5 separate regions of the Mus musculus genome follow, and regions 2, 3, 4 and 5 are each linked to region 1. The links are chromatin contacts, called in public ChIA-PET, HiChIP or PLAC-seq and promoter capture Hi-C maps. All regions are on one chromosome and are shown on one strand. The core of a region is the stretch at or near the end of the contact, and the rest is flanking DNA. Distances in the headings are between cores, read along the strand shown.

The links. Promoter capture Hi-C pulls out the DNA fragments that hold promoters and counts their contacts. ChIA-PET counts read pairs in DNA pulled down with a chosen protein or histone mark. HiChIP or PLAC-seq counts read pairs in DNA pulled down with a chosen protein or histone mark.
Region 2: an H3K4me3 HiChIP or PLAC-seq map of pro-B cells shows a contact between it and region 1, with 2.5 times the contacts expected there. The contact joins the promoter of Npw here to the promoter of Atp6v0c in region 1. A contact is called at or near these places in 7 of 115 datasets of contacts at active chromatin or transcription factors (bone marrow-derived dendritic cells, bone marrow-derived macrophages, effector CD8 T cells and 4 more).
Region 3: a contact with region 1 is called in an H3K27ac HiChIP or PLAC-seq map of microglia, with 5 times the contacts expected there. The contact joins the promoter of Flywch2 here to the promoter of Atp6v0c in region 1. A contact is called at or near these places in 2 of 115 datasets of contacts at active chromatin or transcription factors (memory CD8 T cells and microglia) and 1 of 9 other capture datasets (liver).
Region 4: an RNA polymerase II ChIA-PET map of memory CD8 T cells shows a contact between it and region 1, with 120 read pairs. The contact joins the promoter of Srrm2 here to the promoter of Atp6v0c in region 1. A contact is called at or near these places in 2 of 39 promoter capture datasets (the HPC-7 cell line and frontonasal cranial neural crest), 3 of 484 Hi-C or Micro-C datasets (embryonic stem cells, regulatory T cells and uterus), 3 of 115 datasets of contacts at active chromatin or transcription factors (effector CD8 T cells, memory CD8 T cells and microglia) and 1 of 9 other capture datasets (pancreatic islet).
Region 5: a contact with region 1 is called in a promoter capture Hi-C map of hippocampal neurons, with 2.8 times the contacts expected there. The contact joins the promoter of Prss32 here to the promoter of Atp6v0c in region 1. A contact is called at or near these places in 4 of 39 promoter capture datasets (the 3T3-L1 cell line, the C10 cell line and hippocampal neurons), 1 of 484 Hi-C or Micro-C datasets (CD4 T cells) and 1 of 115 datasets of contacts at active chromatin or transcription factors (pancreatic cancer cells).

What each region holds. Positions count from the first base shown.
Region 1 is chr17:24,168,151-24,170,750 of GRCm38.p6, forward strand. It overlaps Atp6v0c (ATPase, H+ transporting, lysosomal V0 subunit C), which reads right to left and starts at 1,300. Exons shown (of 3, transcript NM_009729.4): 1 at 1,056-1,300. The coding sequence starts at 1,134.
Region 2 is chr17:24,657,244-24,659,843 of GRCm38.p6, forward strand. Npw (neuropeptide W) reads right to left here and starts at 1,309. Exons shown (of 2, transcript NM_001099664.2): 1 at 752-1,309; 2 at 86-261. The coding sequence starts at 1,182. The coding sequence ends at 162.
Region 3 is chr17:23,784,766-23,787,365 of GRCm38.p6, forward strand. Flywch2 (FLYWCH family member 2) reads right to left here and starts at 1,316. Exons shown (of 3, transcript NM_029798.4): 1 at 1,236-1,316.
Region 4 is chr17:23,801,911-23,804,510 of GRCm38.p6, forward strand. It overlaps Srrm2 (serine/arginine repetitive matrix 2), which reads left to right and starts at 1,315. Exons shown (of 15, transcript NM_001368687.1): 1 at 1,315-1,488. Gm52285 (a long non-coding RNA gene) reads right to left here and starts at 1,862. Exons shown (of 2, transcript XR_003952234.1): 1 at 1,780-1,862.
Region 5 is chr17:23,852,459-23,855,058 of GRCm38.p6, forward strand. It overlaps Prss32 (protease, serine 32), which reads left to right and starts at 1,314. Exons shown (of 5, transcript NM_027220.2): 1 at 1,314-1,468; 2 at 1,921-2,083. The coding sequence starts at 1,339.

The sequences.
Region 1 (2,600 bases), core at 50-2,549:
CAGACCTTCCAGGGGAGGCCCAGGCCAGACCAGTCCCCGGCCAGGGGCTGTGACTTACCTCCCTCAATCCCACATTCTTGGGTCTGGCCCAAAGCTTTTCTCCCAGGAAGGCCAATTTTCACTAAAATTTGACACTGAAGAATTGTCAAGGCCCAACTTCAAAAGCAAGATGCCATCAAGAACCTTGCTAGGCTTTTCCTTTTCTGGGCACGGAAGCGTCGCCCAGTTCCAGCCCCTCACCCCCCTAGAAGAGGAAGGTCATTCATTCACTCATCCATTCATTAGGTCCAGGGCTGAAGATCAAAGATGTAATCGTGTAAATGCAGGCACTCTAATGCCGCCCTCCCACCCACCTCAAAGCCCAGATCCCCAGCAGCCATCCACTAAAGTGCTCCTACCTAGGCCAAACCCACTTCCATAAGCTCTAACCGGAGTCCTTGCAGGTTCCCAGGACCAACCCCTCAGTCCAGTTTTCCTAACCAACCCACACCGATGACTGAACTATTGGGAAACCGAGACAAGCCTCAACCGGAAACACCTGCCTCACCCAGGGTAGAGACCCACCTGACCCCGGGCAGCTGGGCCGCCATAAAAGCAGGGCTTGTGAACCTTAGCGGGGACCCAGGCTCCCTCCAGCCAAGAGGCCAGGGACTCCCGTCCTGGGCCTGCCCCCGCCTACGGACTGGCGCCTTTCAAGATGTGATGTCACACCTGCCTGCAGAATGCGAGGGGGCACAGCATCGCGCGCCGCCCCCCGCGCCCCCCACCCCACCCTCATTCCTACTTCCCAGGACTAAGATGGCAGCCACACTGCCGCCCCACCCCCACAGAAGCGAGGCACAGGAGGCGGGCTGATAAGACCCGCAGCCGGATCAAGCCCCGTGCTCCACAAATCCATCAGTCCCCACCACCCCCCCAAACCTGCGCCCGTAAGGCCCGACACCCACATAGCTGGGAATGACGTCAGAGTGACGTCACGCCCAACCCCCAGTGAGCAGCGGTCTAGAGTCCCGCATCGCTTCGGCATCCCCTGCTCCTCCTGCAGCGATGCTCACCGCTGAAGACCATGGCGGACGAGGCGCCCATGACACCGAAAAACGAAGAATATTCGGGGTTGTTCTTGATGTCAGCCATGTCTGCAAGCAGGGAAAAGACAAGCTCAGCGGGCGGCGGCGAGCTAGGACAACGGGACAGCGAGCGAGGAGGCAAGCGAAGATCGTCGAGGCAGCGGATGGGAAGGCGACCCCGCCAGTCAGGCGCTGCGCTCTAAATACCAGCACCGCAAAGCAAGATGGCGGCCGCGCTCGCGTCACATGATCTGTCCCCGCCCCCACGGGCTGTACCACTTTGCGCCGGTGGGGGAGCGAGGCTCCAGGCTCGCCGGCAGCCCTTGGACAATTTATGGGCCCTGGCACCAGTCCTCGGGGCCCGGGGCCCAACGCTCAGCCTTGCCTGGGTCTTCGCTGGCCCGCGGCTCCACGCAGTCGTCTTCTCGAACCCTACGGGTTTTGGGATCATCGGTCCCCCGGGGCGGAGCCGTAGCGCTCATATTAGCATACAGGGTGGAGCGAACGCTAGCCCACCTTCACTGCGGCTGCGCAGAACTCACCGGTGTTCGAGTACCCGTGTTCGTTTTCCCTGTGTTCACTGCTCACGGACCTCAGGCACTCCTGCTGCATAAGACTCAGGTTAAAGTAGTGACATCTAGCAGCACTACAGAACTTATAACAGAAGAAATCCCTCGTGTTGGGCTTCGCTGTCTCCGCCAACCCCCAGGAATACCACGCCCCACCTCTCCGGGCTTTAAAGTGCAACAGCCCTAGGTGTTCTGTAGTCACCTTCTTCCATACCTAGGCTCCTGCAGATTCAGGCCCACCGTATTCCCTTTAATTCCGGTGGTGGTTGTGGGTCCCTCACCTGACCCCCTCTTGTATAGCTGTCTGCCCACAAAGACGTAGGCATGGCTGTTTTTCTATTTATTTTTCTACTTTATTTTTGAAACGGGGTTTCACTGTGAAGTTCTGGTTAAGCTGGAATTTGCCATGTAGACCAGTTCCGTCTTGTCTGCCTCTTGAGTGCAGGGGGTTAAAAGCACCCTGCTTGATGGGCTTTCAGCATTGACACCTGTGAAAGGTAACCCAGATTTCTGAAAGTCTCAGAAAGACCTGATTGCCCTTCTAGCACCCATGCAAGGCCTACCTGTGCCAGGCCTCCTTTCTAGACCACTGATGGAGGACTGGTTTCCCCAGCAATGGAGTGGCTAAGGCTACCTCTGCCCTCCAGATACCCTTGTAGCAGCTTACGCACCCCAGCTGCCTGCCTTCCTTCTACCTATCAACTCAGGCTGCCTAGTTTCCTTTACCCTTCCCTCCTGAGCAGCCACGACCTAGCCTAGACCTCCCTTGAAACTCAAGGTCACATTCTAAGACCAGTGGGTTCTCCAAGTGGTCTCAATGCTAATACCTCAACTTCTCCATGCAGGCAATAGAGACACCTTCCCATCCTGCTACCTTCTCAGTCCTACATTTCACAGCAGAAAACTCCCTGTGTCCCCTTCCCACCTTGGCTGAATCCAGTCTACCACCCTTTAAACTGGCCCG
Region 2 (2,600 bases), core at 59-2,558, 490 kb after region 1:
ACATTTGCCAGGGCGTAGGCGCGCAGCTATGTGCGCTCTGAAGCTAGATGCTAAGTACACAATGAGAAAAAGGGTCACACGCGGGGGCGCAGGAATCAGGTTGGTTTTATTGACCAGACCACGAGGCCTGACTGGAGCTTCAAGCTGTGCTCCTGCCTAGGTCAAGCATGGGGGCGCCATCGGTTCTTGGGCCTGACAGGATCGGCAAAGATGACTTGCTGCAGGAACCATGGCTGGGCACGAAGCGTCTCTCCGAAGGCTCTAGAAAGAACAAAGCAGGACTCTAGAGACAGGGGCAAGGCTCTCCATTCTGTCCTCAGGTTGATATGGAAGGAACTCTGGGAAATTCTCCTAACGTGATGGGAAACAGAATGGGTAGGGGGGGCGTAGTGGCCCACACATGTAAAATCAGCAACCAGGAAGATAGGGAAGCATAATATCAAAAGGGGGGGGCTGGAAAACAGGGTATAACTCAGTAGGCAGAGTGCTTGCTTAGCATATGTGACGTCCTGGGTTCCATTTCTAGTACCACGTAAACCGAGTGTGGTGGTGCACACTTGTAATCCTATCACTTGGTATGTGGGAGAAGGATCAGGAGGAGTTCAGCCTGAGCTACAAGAAAAAGGGAAAAAACAAAAACAACAACAACAAAAACCCACCAGTACCCATAGGCTCGCGGTCTTGTGTGGTCTAAGACCCCTGGAAATTCCCTTGCCAGATGCCACGCCCACCTCCTCTCTTTCCTACTTACCTAGCAGCGGGCTCCTCTGAGATCCAGGAGTGAAGGCTTAGCGACTGCTCCGGTTGGCGGACTCCCTCCAGGTCCCGCGGACTCCAGGGTGCATGGACGGGAAGCCCTGCAGGTGAGCTCCTGCTTCGTACCTCCCACAGCTCCTGCCCTGAGGAAGGAAGCAGGAGAGCGCCGCGGGCGACCGGTCCTGGGAGCCGGGAGAGGGGTCCAGCAGCCCCGCCCAGGGCACGGCGCCACTGGTAGGGCGAGCGGCGCAGCCCCATGAGCAGCCCGGAGGCACGACCCACTGTGTGATAGCGGGGACTCGCCACGTGCTTATACCAGGCGCTGGCGGGCAGCGGTAGCAAGAGCAGAAGCAGCAGCAGGGGCAGCAGGGGCCGGTTCCTGGGAGTCCCGGGCCCAGGGCCCCGCACTTCTCTGTTAGACGCCAGCGCGCTCACGTCAATTGCCCCTTGGAGGGTTAGGACAAGAACTGGGTTTATGTCTCCGAGAACGAGAACGTCGGAGCTCCAGAGGATGGAGAAGACCAGTCAGTTGGTGCGACTACAGCCTTTCAGTGGCCCCGCCCCGGATCGCCCCCGCCGCACATGTCGCACTCACCCAAGGGAGAGGAGGATGGAGAGGGAGGTGAAGAGGGAACCCAGGCAGCTAGAAGCCTCTCAATGAGTAGTTCGCAAGCTGGACTGTGTTTGAAGCTCTAGTGGGGGATCTCCTTGCTTACTCTTTCCTCGCCCCCAGAAAGGGAACTGTCAAGGAGGGAGTTCCGGTACCACGGTCTCAGAATACAAGAATGGGCTGCCAGGGGCAAAAGGATGCCCCCTTGGTAGGAGTTGCTTCAACTGGAGCACTTAAGGAGAGGAGACAGCAGAGTTCTGGTGGGCTAGCATAGGGCAGTTTTGCGCGTGGGGCCACTCTTCCCTGAGGGCTGTACCTCTTCTTACCTAGTACAGCTCCTGAGATCCCACCCAAACCCAGTCTGCACTACAGGTAGCTTAATACTTGGAGACCTTGAGCTTGGGGCTGAGGCATGGGAACACGTTCCTATCATCCCAGCATGGATCTTGAGTTCAAAACAGCCTGATTATGTGACCCTAGCTCTAGGAAGAAGAAGGAAATCAAAGAGATGGGGGTGCGGGGAGCTAGGAAGGCAGGAAAGCAAGCAGGCAGGACAGTTTGGCCACATGAAGCCATCCCTGTGGTTTCTGGAGAGCTAGAATGTTAAGAGGTTCCTCCTGGAACCCTCAGCCCCAGGAGGCTTGACTGGGCCCTACCAAACTCCAGAGCCTCCTCTGTAACAATATCTTGGCACAAGACCTCCTCCCCAGCCAAAGTCAATCAGGGGAAGGGCTTAGCCCCACAGCAGGTGACTTGTTCACCTGTATATAAGAATATTCCAGTTGGGCATGGTGGCGCACTTTAATCCCAGCACTTGGGAGGCAGAGGCAGGTGGATTTCTGAGTTCGAGGCCAGCCTGGTCTAAAAAGTGAGTTCCAGGACAGCCAGGGCTATACAGAGAAACCCTGTCTCGAAAAACCAACCAAACAAACAAACAAAAAAAGAATATTCCTCCCTTATCTCTTTTCCTAGCAAATTTCTATAAACTTCAAGACTCCACTAAAATGGCTTTAGTCACCTCACTCCTCTAGCACTTACCCACTAAGACATCCCTCAAGCCTCTAGTTGAGAAGTTCTCATACAGCCCGGACTGGCCTTGAGCATGCTATGCAGCTAAGAATAACTTTGAACTTCTGACCCTCCTGTTTCTACCTCCAGGGCTAGGTTTATAGATACAGGCCACCATTTCCAATTTGAAACACCTTATTTTGATCTTCAAACCAAAGGAACCGCC
Region 3 (2,600 bases), core at 66-2,565, 380 kb before region 1:
GCTGCAAGAGGCAAATTAAATGTTTCTCTCCTTGTCCGGGCAGTGGTGGTGCATGCCTTTAATCCCAGCACTTGGGAGGCAGAGGCAGGTAGATTTCTGAGTTTGAGGCCAGCCTGGTCTACAGAGTGAATTCCAGGACAGCCAGGGCTACACAGAGAAACCCTGTCTCAAAAAAACAAACAAACAAACAAACAAAAAATGTTTTTCTCCTAAAGCCTCAGGAATGAATACAGCCCTGCTGTATTCAGCCTGCTGTATAACACCCACATCTGACTTCTAGCCTCTAAAATATACGACAATAATGTGTCATTTTAATAATGTGTCACTAGATGGGTGGTGATTGTTGTTTTGATGGCCATAGAACAGTTAAAAGTCCAAACTCTTACTGAGGAAGCTCTGCAGGCTTGGAACTTCAGTTGTTATCTTGGGGTGATGGACAGAATTACCTTCACAAAGATGAGAATGAAACATGCCCTTACCCTTTTTGGGCTGGTTTGATCTGTGTAATAGGAGATGCTAGCATCAGATGAAGAAGGGTAAGGTCTTTGAACTCACGTTACTAACACCTGCTGCTGCCATAGTCACTGTCCTGCACAGTCCTGGAGAACTGTAATTGGACTTTCCAAGGAACGGTATGACACTGGGGTATGCGGGAGGCATCCCACAGGGAGACATAAGAAAATGGCAGTCACCCTCCCAAAAGGTCAAGAACTGTATTATATGCAGAACACAGCAAAGGTCCCCCAATGTGGAGGTCCCACATAAGAGTACCTCCCTTCCCCAGTCACCATGACTCAGAATGGTATCTTCCACCACCCTTGCCCCAGCTCCCTGCTTCCCTCGAACCAATGTTTCAGTCCCCTGAGCATCTCCCTAGCTGGGTCCCAGCCCTCAAATTCTGCCACTGGGACAAGGACCCCACCCCCACCCCCAGGTCATACGCAACAAAACTGCAGAAGGATGGACATGTACCAGGTAGAGTGGGCTGGGGTAGGGACGCGTTGGGGGTTGTGTGTCCCAGATTGGGGGTGTCCAGGGGTAGTGTGGGTTTATGAAAGGGAAGCATGGAGAAAGGAAGAGCCTCGCGGATGGCCGACAAGAAAGCGGCCAGAATCTGGGGGTGGGGGGCCAGAGCCAGGGACCCTTCCGAACACCGGTCCCGCATCCCCAGACCTCTAGGCTAGGAGTCGCTTCTGGAGCCAGGACCCTCCCGCCCGCTGGGGGCCCGTCCTCACCGACGGCAGCAGGCCCTGCCTCTCGGACGACGGAGCCGTGGCGGGTCCCTCAGCCTCAGTGCTTTGGGCCCCCGCCTTGGCTCCCGCCGTCACCTCAAGCTAGGGTCACGGGGCGAGCATGCGCAGGATGAGGGGGCCCCCATTCCTTTGTCGAATTCCGTCTATCCGGATATTACCTTCGCAGCGACAAGTTGAACGCTCGATGAATAGGCGTGAGGGGCGGGTCCATTACCCGGGAAGGGGGCGGAGCCAGTAGGAATTGGGCTACCTGGGTTTAGGATCCCCGGTATGGTCTACTGACGTCTTTCCACTTACTTCCCCCGTATTTGACTCTGACTCCCTCCTGGAGCATAACTCCAGTTCCAGGGGATTAGACGCCCTCTTCTGGTCTCTGTCCATCCAAGCAAAACATCCAAACACAAATATAAATAAATACTAAATAAAGCATAAACTGGAATGCTTATTTAAAGGTTTTTGTCTGTCCCTCCGAGGGAAGGGAAATGTGTTCTTCATTGAAGCTAACATTCCTAACTGCGCAGCATCCTTTGTCATTAGCCCAGCCCTCGCCCATTGGTCCAGTATTTATCATTTGTTCAGCCGTCGCCCATTGTTGTAGTCACTGACTGCTGAAATAGCCCTGGCACAATTCAGTGACTTTATCCCCGCAACCTTCTACTGTGGAGATGGAAACCGGAATGGCTCAGGGCGCTGCTTTCTGTATTTTGCGTGCTCGTGCATCCTATCATTCTGGGATTGCTGGCCCTCACCCATCTGCAGAAAGGCTCTCCCCCTTTACTCCCACATGGCCCTGGCTCCGCAGGTCCTTGGGTCCCACCCTTCTTCCTGGCTCCTTTTCCTCCATGGCCCCATCCTTTCTCTCGAGTCAACGTCATTTCCTGGGCATTCTCTAGTAACGCAAAGGTCTTCATGAATTACGTCATTTGCAATCAATCATAGTCTTGGTTGTTTCTAAAATTATTATGTTCTAATAAGATATATTATTATATATGGTATAATATAATTGTATATTATATATAATCTTCACGTATAAATCACTGATGTTAAGCCTCTGTCTCAAAAGAACAAAACAAGGGGTCCAATGAGGTGGCTCCCCTTTAGATAGCTGGTTCAACCAGAAGCCTTAGTTTACAGCACTTGCTACCAAGCCAGGCCTACCCAAATTTAATCCCTAGGACCCACATAAAGGTAGAAGGAGAGAAATCACTTCACAAAGTTGTCTTCTGATCTCCACACACAAACCCATGACCACACGTGGAGAGATGGATCATTGGTTGAGAGCACTGGCTGTTCTTCCTGCACCTATATGGCCGCTCGCAATGATGCAGATCTCCTGGAGCATAACTC
Region 4 (2,600 bases), core at 65-2,564, 370 kb before region 1:
TATGATGAGCAGGGAGTGCTGAAAGACTCCGAGAGGAGCCCCTCGCTCAGGCCTCAGGACAATATCGGACACCCAAGAACTCATGACAGACCGAGCTTGTTGCAAACCACATGAGGCTTTATTTGGGGAAAGCCAGAGCTCTGGGGACAACTCATATCCCACGCAGGGGTAGAGGAGTCGTCCTCGAGGGGAAAGAGTTTCCAGTTTTTATAGGCCCTCAGGGGGGAAAGGAGAAGGGGGAGATTAGGGGATTTCCAGATCTAAACAATGTCTATTCTCAAGAAATGGGTATGGAGGGGTACAAGGAGAGTCTAATGAAGGTGCAGCAATGAGCACACACCTGGTCAGAACATTGGCAGACACACAGGTTCAAGGAGTGGCCAGAGCATTGTGCACCTCTATTTTTCTAAATCAGTGAAGCTAGTTCTGCTAACACTGACGTCTATCTTGCCAATTTCAGGGCTTCTGTGTCCTTTTACATTCTGCCAGGATCTTTCAGTGCCTCAGTGGTGGGGCCCTTGCTACCGAGTGAGAGGCACTGGGACAAACTCCCGGAACCGTGCTATAGGGCCAGGAAATGGAACTGCATTCTCACATTCCTCCACTTACATGGCATAGTCTCTATAGGCGAAAAGTAATCACTTAGTCTCTTTGCCCAAAGGTAAGAGAAAGTATTTTTTAGTGGTCTGCAAGCCCCACTTCAGATAGGACTACAGAGGTGGAAACTGTGGAAAGCACCGGATACTGGGCCAGAAGCCGGGTTCAAGTGGCTCCAGAGCTGTCAGGTGGCTTGACTCTGAAGCACCTCTTCCTGCGAAGAAGACTCGGTGCTGTGGGGCCTCGTACACATTAAAGAAAACCATGGTCACAGTGACTAGGTAAAGCTGCTGAGCCACTGCCACCCAACACGGTCACATAAAATGGCGACCCTGCCTAGCGGAGGAGTCTTACGCGTTTTCTCTCTAAAACCGAACTACAGCTCCCAGAACTCTGTGCGCGGAAGGCGTGCGTCTGAGCTACTCCCGGGTGTTGTGGGTTGCGGCCCCCGCGCCCCTCCCCCCTCCTACAGAAGTTTTTTTTCAGCCGACCTTGCAGCTTCGGTACGGAGCCACGCCTTTCCCCGCAGTGCCCGACGGGACTCGGGGTTTTTCGACTTTTCAGTAGCACGTCCCTTCGCCTAAGGTCCTCCTTGTGGCTTCAACGCCTGCGCACGACGCACTACGGTTCCCAGAGGGCCCAGCGGCTCTCATGATTGCGTGCTGACGCACTAGGTCGTGCTGACGCGCAACGCTGCCCAGGCGGGGTGCGAGTGGCGCAGTCGAAGCCCGCTGCGGCCCCTGAGGAAGCGAGGAGGCGGCGGCGGCGGCGGCTGAGGCGGGCGGACCGACGAGGCGGCGGCTTCAGGCTCCGAGGGATACGAAAACTTAAGCAGCAGCTGCGGCGGGACCTCCCTGTTTGACAGTCGGCGGCCGGAGGCGGCGGCGGCGGGTGAGAGAAAGGGAGCGCGCTAGCCGGGTGGGGGAGGGGCGGCGGGCTGGGCCGGAGGCTAGAGCGCGGGGAGAACGGCCCAGGCCGCCGCGCGCACGCGTGCTCGTCGCCTCGGCCGGCGCGGTCGCCTTCCCTTCCTCCCCTCCCCCTCCCGCGGTTCCTGGGACGCGCGGCCTTCAACTCCTCCGCCCCTCCCCCACACGGCCGCGGCGCGCGCGGCCGCCTGGTCTCGTCCGCGCGCCCCCGGTGAGACAGCATTGCGCGAGGCTCTGCTTCTCTCCTTTGCTCTACCTGGGGCTGAGGAGGCCGTCGTTCCGCGGTCGTCCTCTTCGGTCTTTTAGGGGGCGGGGAGAGGGCGGCAGCGGAGGTACTTGTCCCCCGCCCGAGCTTCGGACCTGCTGGTACCTCTCCTCGATCGGCTCCGGCGTGGGTCCACGGGCCCTGCTAGGGGCCTGAGAAACGGCCAGAGCCGCCCAGACCGCGGGGCGCCGCGTGGCCCCCTCCCCCCTCCTCGAGGCCGAAAATAAGCTGGGCTGCCCAGTGGGCGGCGGGAGGAGGCCTTGAACTTTCGGAGGCCAGGATTTAAACCGTTCGTCCTCGTTAGTATCAGAGGCTGTGAGTGTGTGCGTGGGGGTGGGGGATCCCCAAGTCTTAAAAAGTGAGGATAATAAAACCGCGAAAGTATTCAGCCTGCGTGTATAAGGAAGACCAATGTGCTCCTTTCAACCCTGTTATTTTATTTCTTTTTTACGGTTTGGTTTTATGAGCTAGGGCCTCTAAATAGTCTTGGTTGGTCTGGCACTAACCGTGTAGATCAGGCTAGCATTGAACTCAAGAAATCTGCCTGCCTCTGTGGGATCAAAGGCATGAGACACCATGTCTGGCTCCTACCCTGGTTTTTGTTTTTTGTTTTTTTTTTCCCCGGAGACAGGGTTTCTCTGGCTGTCCTGGAACTCACTCTGTAGACCAGGCTGGCCTCGAACTCAGAAATCCGTCTGCCTCTGCCTCCACACCCGGCTCCTACCCTGTTTTTAAAAAGGTCTCCTCAAATATTAAAGCTAAGCCTTTTAGAGCTTTTCGATGGGGAAAAAATTCTTGACTTAATAGCCTGG
Region 5 (2,600 bases), core at 64-2,563, 320 kb before region 1:
ACTCTCATAGAAGCAGGGGAAGGGAGAATGGGATAGGGAGTTTTGGGTAGGGGGAACCGGGAAAGGGGATAACATTTGAAATATAAATAAAGAAAATATCCTGCTGGGCGTGGTGGCGCACACCTTTAATCTCAGCACTCGAGGCCAGCCTGGTCTACAAAGCGAGTTCCAGGACAGCCAGGGCTACACAGAGAAACCCTGTCTCGAAAAATCTAAATAAATAAATAAATAAATAAATGAATAAATAAATAAATAAATAAATAAATAAATAGAAAAAATAAAGAAAATATACAATTAAAAAAAAAAGCAACTTCAGCACCCACCCCATGGGATGTGGCACACCTCTTCTAACAAGGCCACACCTCCTAGTTCTTCTCAAATAGTTCTACCAACTGGAGACCAAGCATTCAAATATATGAGCCTAAGGGAGGTGAGGGGGGCATTCTCATTCAAACCACCATAAACTCAAACTCAGTATTGTAGCCTAGCTCTGAACTTTCGACTCAATTGTCTCTACCTCCTGAGCCCTGGAACTGCAGGTGTGTGCTACACCAGCTCATCTGGTTTATGCAGGTACTGGGGATCAAGCGCGGAGCTTTGTGCATGCAGGCAGGTACTCTAGCAACTGACCTATAGCCTAAGCCCTTGTTTTCTTTATTTTAAATTATAAATATATTGGTGAACACATTGCACACAGGATGGAGATGGATGTGGAGACTTTAATATTGGATAAGATGGGGTCTGGGACTGAAGCATAAAGCGACACTGCAGCTGGCGAAGTAATTACTGTGTACAGTTTCCATTTCAGTGGGGGCATCTGGGTGTTTGAAGGCCAGTGAGCCTTTCTGGGAACAATCCTTTTTGAAAGGAGTTGCCTAGAGACTGAGTGAAGGGCAGCCAACAGAAGAGAAGTTTCTAGAGAAGACAAATACCACAGGAGTCTGAAAGGATGTCCACATGCCTCATCCTCCAGCCCAATGCTGGCATGCCCTTCTGCCTAGAGCTAGGCCCATGGCTGCCCTCTGGTGGACAGCGATGGACACGAAGGCTCCCGAGGGTGCCAGGCATACTATACAATGATTCTGCATCAATGAAAGTTGAGGGCCGTGGATGCTGCGGTTCCTGGATCAGGAAGGGGAGGACCAGAGGACCCCAGAGCATGAAGCATGTAGGGAAGTCAGGGTCTCTGTGCCCAGGGACAGTGGACATGTGAGGCCTCTCCCAAGGCTGCAGGGCAGGTGTGGAGGCTGAGCCCCACCCCAGGGCAAGTCCTGAAACCACACCAGAGCTGCAGTCCCTCTTCCTCTTCCTGGAGTATTTGGCCCCAGCAGGTGTACCATGGAGCTGGCTCTGCCTGCCATCCTATTTACCTTCTTTCCTGGAGTTCTTCTGGGGAGTGAGGTCCTCCCAACCGACTCTGACAGCCCGTCTACCACGACAGGCAGGAGGAGCATTGACTTGGACTCAGGTGAGGTGGTGTATGGGGAACGGGAGCTTCGGGAAGATACGTAGAATGCAGGTTTTGTTGTTTGGGTGGCTTTTTTGTTTGTTTTGTTTTTAGTTTTATTCTGTTTCTTTTAGTTTTGATTCCTGGTCTCATTGTAGCTCAGGCTGGCCTCCATTTTACTGCATAGTTGAAGCTGACCTTGAACTCCTGATCCTCCTGATTCAGTCTTCAGGTGCTGGGATTACAGGAAGGAGGCAGCAGAATTATAGGTTTGGAGGCAGACCCAGAGAGCTGTTTGATCCTGGCTCCTTCTGGCCTTATACTAGGCAGGTGCTATTAGGCACCAGGTACCTGAGACATCCTCTGGCCCACACTGGTCAAGCTCCCAGGGGCTGTGACAAACGAGCCAGGTTTGAGGGTATAGAGAAGGGCAGAATAGCCATGTATCACCCAATCCTACTGATTCCTTGCAGTGTGTGGACGTCCCAGGACATCAGGCCGCATCGTGTCAGGACAAGATGCCCAGCTGGGCCGGTGGCCTTGGCAGGTCAGCGTGCGGGAGAATGGGGCGCACGTGTGTGGGGGATCTCTGATTGCTGAGGACTGGGTGTTGACTGCTGCCCATTGCTTCAACCAGTGAGTGTCTCCCTATGGGTCACGTGGGCTGGGGCCTGTTGGATTTCCCTACATTCCTTTCAGATGACTTCATTTCTCCATTTGAACCATAGCTCCTGCCTACTATGGCAGGAGATGAGGCAGGGTCATGCCATTTTATATCTCAGTTACCTGTCTTGTTATTCCTCAAAATCAACTCTTGTATAGAAGGGATGGCTCAGAGGGTAAGAGGGTTTGCTGCACAAGCAAGGTGACTTGAGTTTGAATCCCCTGCCCAAGTTAGTGCAAACAGCCAAGTGTGGCTTATGCCTGGGGTGTATGTGGGAGCACGAGGCTCTCTGGGGACTGCTGACTTCCAGTACAGTTCTAGGTTATGTGGAAAACCCCGTCTCAAGGCTAAGAGTAATAGAGCAGGGTATCTGATGTTACCCTATGCTTTCTGTACACGCCTAGGAACCTGTGTACCCACTGACATACTGACATGCAGACACACACGGTGGGGGGGGGACAGTTACTAAATCAGCCCTTGAGAACCCAA